Linked DNA regions of Mus musculus: region 2 is linked to region 1. Evidence: chromatin contacts called from public promoter capture Hi-C data. All regions are on one chromosome and are shown on one strand. Each heading gives the region's core, a stretch centred on a gene start, on an enhancer-like site or on the middle of the called end of the contact. The rest is flanking DNA. Distances are from core to core; before and after follow the strand shown. Region 1 holds the start of Alyref (Aly/REF export factor). Region 2 overlaps Ccdc57 (coiled-coil domain containing 57).

Region 1 (2,700 bases), core at 89-2,588:
TAACCAGAGAACTCTAAATGCCTCTGAGGTCCAGTTTATAAAGAAATTTAAAAAGACACAAAATCCAAGAAGGGAGGGGAAGAGAAAAAAAATATTTCGAAGGCATGGAGAACCATGACCCAGGTAAGACCCAGGAAAGATCGCCAGTTAAGATCCAGCACAGAGACGCAGGCTGGAAGATACTCTCAGCCACCTTTCTCAGCATCTGGGAGATGCTGGACTTCCTTCTCCTATCAGTTCACCATATCGAGCATAAATCTGAGAAGCAAGCACCTTTCGGTCATGCTGGGACCGGAGTTGTGGCCAGTCTGTGCAGGTTAGAAACTGTAAGCTCTGGCACAGGGCAGGCGCTCACAGTTTGGACAGCAGACAGGACTCATTTTTAGGGGGGCGCGCGCACACACACACATACACACACAGTGTGTGACATCTTCCTGCAGCCTGGCTTATGGGGTCGTGCTCAAACCCTACTTTTTCTGAGGCCAAGGCTCTCAGGGTGACAGTGGCTGGCTCTGGGCAGCCTAGGGGAGGGCAGGTTCCAATCTGTAAAGGATCCTGGAGCCCACGTCCGCGTGGGACGAGGAAAGCGGAGAGCTCCCGTCTCCTACCTGAATATCAGCATCTGACACTCCGAAGTCCAGGTTGGACACCAGCAGCTTCCCGCCGGTCTCCACGCCGGCTCCACCCCCGAAGCCGCTGTCGAAGAGGTCGTGCTGCCATTTGTCGGGAAGTTGTTTCGGCTGGAGAGAAACCGTAAGCACAGAGACACTCGTGAGACTCGTCCCGGGAGCCCGCGACACCTCGGCGACGCTCTCCCGTCGGCCCCGCGGCCAAGGTCGAGGAGCCCCGAGAGTCCCCCAGCCCCGCCGCTCCGCTACGGACACCCAAGTTCTCTCGCAGCGGCCCCCGCCGCCACGAGGCTGGACCACGACCGGACAAAGCGTCCCGGAAGATCCTGGCCTCGGGACGGCCTCGCCCCCGCCCACCCCTCGGCCGCGGTCCCGCGCGGGACGCTCACCCGGTCCCGGCCGGCCCGGGCGCACCCTCCCCGGCCCGCGCCGCAGGTCCCCGCACTCACTCTGCTGTACGGCGCCGGCCGGTTCCTGCCGCCGCCTGCGGCGCCGCGGGCGATGGCGGGCCGGTTCCTCATAGGCCCGCCGCCTCGATTCACCCGCGCGGCGGCCTGCACTGCGCCGCCGCGGCCGCCCTGGGAGCCGGCCCTGCCGCGACCCCGGCCCCCGCCGCGGCCTCCTCGCTGGCTCCGGTTCAGCTTAATGATGTCGTCCAAAGACATGTCCATTTTGTCGGCCATGGCGGGCGCGGATTCGGGCCTCGGATCGAGCCCGCGCGTCAGCACGCCGCGGCGTCACTTCCGGCGCCTCCCCCTGCCTTCCGGCGTCGCGGGCCCGAAGCGAGCGGCGATTGGTCTGGGCGCGCGCGATTCCGCAGAGCGCCTGCGTACGGCTCGCCGCGGTGGCTGGCGCTACTTCGGAGGAGCCCGACGCGGCGCGGTCGTTTTTATACATTCCCGCGCGGAGGCAACGGAAGGGCGGGGCGCCTCGTGATTAGGCCGCGGAGGTGCGAGGGCGAGCAGGGGGCGGGGCCTGCGGGCGCCTCCCTGGGAGGCCGGAAGATCCTCGGGCGTCGCCTGGGTGCAGCGCAGTGTGCGCGTCCCGCGTCCCTCCTCACCGTGCGATCGTGGGGGTCCCGGCCGGTCCGTGGGTCCGACTTGGTTGTTTTTGCTCGAAGGCTCGGTCTCCTGACGAGCTGGCGTCCTCACCCCTGCTTTAACTTCGCGGATTAGTGACAGTCACTCTTTCCATATCTTTAAAAGCGAGGCCCTGGTTAGTGAAAACCAATGTTTTGCGTGGATGCGGAGGTTTTGTTTTTGTTTTTTTGTTTGTTTTCGTTTCCTGTTTGGCTGATCTGCTTCTGCCCCGGGATTAGAGGCGTGTGCCACCGTGCCAGACTACATGAGTGCAGATCTTTAAAGGCATCCTTAAAGGTGGCAAAATAAACTCGTGCCATTAATCCCACAGGCTCTCCTTGCCGTCTTTAAAGACAAACACGTGCCTTTTTCTTTCTTTTTGGTCGGGACGCACGGAATTTTGGAAGATGCCGTTCTTGACGAGTGCAGCACTTGCCGCAGCTCCATGACTTTGAGCTTAGGTGCTTTCGTATTCCGTACTAACTCCAGGTCATCCTCTTCCCTCAGGTCACAGGCTCTGTTGTCATGAAGGTGAAAATTAAATGTTGGAATGGTGTGGCCACTTGGCTCTGGGTAGCCAATGATGAGAACTGCGGCATCTGCAGGATGGCGTTTAATGGCTGCTGTCCAGACTGTAAGTGTCTTCCTATGCGCTCTCAGAACTTTAGCCTACTCCACCAGCCTAAAAATCCCTAGGTTTCCCAGCACTGGGTAGGCAGAGACTGGAGGATCTCTGAGTTTGAGTTTAGCCTGGTCAACAGGACAAGTTACCTAACCCTAACCGAAACCCCACCGGACAGTGGTGTTGCACGCCTTTAATCCCAGCACTCTGGAGGCAGAGGCAAGTGAATCTCTGAGTTCAAGGCCAGCCTGATCTACAGAGGGAGTTCCAGGACAGCCAGGGCTACACAGAGAAACCCTGTTTTGAAAAAAAAACAAAAAACAAAACAAAACAAAAACAAAAAGCCAAACAGTGCAAGTTCCAGGATAAC
Region 2 (2,700 bases), core at 68-2,567, 310 kb after region 1:
ACTCTTCAATATCTGTACATCTATACACGCTTTTAATCCCAGCACTCAGGAGGCAGAGGCAAGCGGATTTCTGAGTTTGAGGCCAGCCTGGTCTACAGAGTGAGTTCTAGGACAGCCAAGGCTACACAGAGAAACCCTGTCTCGAAAAACAAACAAAACCAACCAACCAACCAACGACAGAACAACAAAAATTCTCAGGTAAAATGGGGTCATAGATGAAACCATTTTAAGAAGCCTCTCTCTGAGGGATGACTGTAACTCTTGCAGTTCGGTGAGCACCCAGGTTGCAGCCATTGCTGTCAGGCTAGCATATATTCCCTTCTGCAAACTTCCTTCTCATTTCTGACATGATGAGGTCTGCCACGGGGTCCTCGGTTGATACGAGAGTTTGGATCCTCCAGTTACTAGCAAGCCAAAAAACCTAATTTCTATATTTCTGGGGCCAGGTACTTAATCTCATTTTTGATCAGCACAGAGCCAGAGCCCCTGGAAGGACTGAGTGCTCAGGCACATATGCCAGCCCTAGTCCTGGGCCCTGCCCTGCCCTGCCCTCCACCAGACTCCAGCCCTGAAGGACAGACTGAGGGAGGACAGATGCAGCTCTGAGGGAGTTGTCCCCACCCTTACCCCATGAAGCACCATCCAGCCCTGGTAGACAGGTGCACTGTGTGAGTTCTGCAGCAACAGGTCTCACTTTCTGGCTCAGGAAACTGCAGAAAGCACAACTAGAAGTTATATTTCACTTTTTCAATCCCTTGAAAGGTAAATGTGAAATATATAGTCACGTGAGTGACCCTTATTGGAATTAGAATATTAAAATCATTACTATAATTATAAAATCATGGCTGAATGCTTGCCTGTTATGTGTGGTGCCTTGGGTTCTATTCCAAGCATAGGGACAAATGAAAGACAAAAGGAAGGAAAGAAGAAAGAAAGGAAGGAAGGGAGGGAGGGAGGGAGGGAGGGAGGGAGGGAGGGAAAAAGGAAAGGAAAGGAGAAGAGAGGAGAAGGGAGGGGAGAGGGGAAGGGAGGGGAGAGGAGAGGAGGGGAGGGGAGAGGAGAGAAGGATGGTGAGTTAGTAGAACCTACCTGTAAACAGAGAACCTGGGAGGCAAAGATAGAGAAGATCCCCTCAAGTTCTGGGCAGCCTTGGCTACATGTTAGGAATCTGTCTCAAAGGACAAAACCAAAGCAACCAACTAACCAAACAGCAACAAATCCACAGAATTTGAAACAGTTTTTTCTGAACAAAATCCACAGAGGAAGTTCTGCAGGTTGTGGCCACCAGAGAGCAGAGTTCCATGCTAAGTCAAGCCTGTGCTGCCACCTTCTGGTCTTGCTGGACAGTGTGACAGGCAGCCATGACCTGTCTCCACTGTGCTCTTGTCAATGTTCTGGGGACCGTGTCTCTGGATAAACCATGGGACCTCACACAACAGTCTGTCACTCTGTCTCCTTGCACACATTCTTTGTCTCAACAACTGGCAGTCATCCTCTGTGGCACCTGCCTCTTCCATCAGGCCCATCAGAGCTCAGGGTCAGATGTCCCCACTGGCTCCCCTTCTGGGCATGCTCATATCTGCAGGGGCCTACTACCCCATCAGCCTGCTGGCTACTTCTCCCATGCCTGGCCCAGTAAGTCCGCAATCATGTATGTCACTGCTCTACACAAACACTCAACAGTTTCCCATGGTGCCAAAGTCTTTAAAGGCTCTGAAGGCCGAGCTCCACTTTGGACATTCGTCCTCTGAACTTGAACTCTATCTTCTAGGTATCTCCGAGCACATGGGCAGGTTCTTGTCTTCCTCCTCCTGAACTCTCTTCTGCACCCTCACCAACGTCTGTGGCTCCTCTTGCCCACTCACTGTACTTGACTCCTGACCCTCCCGTCTCATCACATCTATAGGCAGTTAACTGTCTCAAGGTGTTCTTCCCTCTATAAGGGCAAGCATGGCAGGTATGACTGACAGGCATGACAGGTATGACAGGAATGACAGGGATCCGTGCGCAATCCCAAGCCTGAAGAGCTACCAGCATGCAGCATGCATTCAGAAACATTTCTGAAATGAGTGGGTAAATTTCCTCCAATGTCTTGTGAGCCTGTGACTATCCAATAAGAAAAAGGATTTTCTCTGGTTCACAGTACGTGATAACTGACCAGTCAGTTACTAGTTATAAACTTGCCTCAACTTATAAGAGAAAAATCATTATTTCATTGAATTGGTTCTATTTACAAGGGTGACCAACATGTGAGATTCTGGCCCAACAACAGAAAAGAGCAATTGAGCAAAAGAGTTGTTGGTCTTTAAGATTCTGTGTTAACACAACTCTCTGCTCACAACTACCCAGAAGGCCAAGACTGTTCCAGGCCAGATCAGGCTGCTATAGGCAGACTGCCCCGGGCTGCAGAAGGCTGCCTCAGGCTGGCTATTCCAACCCACCAGGGGCAGACCTTTCCCTAGCCTCCTGCGGCAGAGCTGGCACAGTAGCATGTAAGGCTTGGTGCTTCCAGAGATAGGGCTAGGGACACCTGAGTGTGCTCCACTGAGTCTGCACAAACTAATCACTCAGCCGCCTTTCCCAGCTAGAGACTCTCTTGAAGCTCCCTTGGTGACTTTGGTACCACTGCGAGAGTGTCATTTCTTAGACACAACAGTTGCTGAGTTGTTTTTGGTGGTTGTGTTGCTGCTAACTTTTTAG

What was found. Promoter capture Hi-C pulls out the DNA fragments that hold promoters and counts their contacts.
Region 2: a contact with region 1 is called in a promoter capture Hi-C map of neural stem cells. The contact joins the enhancer-like site here to the promoter of Alyref in region 1. A contact is called at or near these places in 8 of 39 promoter capture datasets (the 3T3-L1 cell line, 3T3-L1-derived adipocytes, cranial neural crest and 4 more) and 3 of 115 datasets of contacts at active chromatin or transcription factors (effector CD8 T cells, embryonic stem cells and pancreatic cancer cells).

What each region holds. Positions count from the first base shown.
Region 1 is chr11:120,597,027-120,599,726 of GRCm38.p6, forward strand. Alyref (Aly/REF export factor) reads right to left here and starts at 1,339. Exons shown (of 6, transcript NM_011568.1): 1 at 1,079-1,339; 2 at 609-740. The coding sequence starts at 1,312. Anapc11 (anaphase promoting complex subunit 11) reads left to right here and starts at 1,506. Exons shown (of 3, transcript NM_001038230.2): 1 at 1,506-1,844; 2 at 2,216-2,342. The coding sequence starts at 2,234.
Region 2 is chr11:120,904,239-120,906,938 of GRCm38.p6, forward strand. All of the region lies in intron 3 of Ccdc57 (coiled-coil domain containing 57), which reads right to left. Among named protein-coding and RNA genes, the nearest start is that of A430102A20Rik, 27 kb to the right of the region's middle. Within about 2 kb of position 1,318, at least 91 of the 459 cell types and tissues checked have an H3K27ac peak or open chromatin away from gene starts, as enhancers often do. A contact at or near this core is called in neural stem cells, where this site is marked.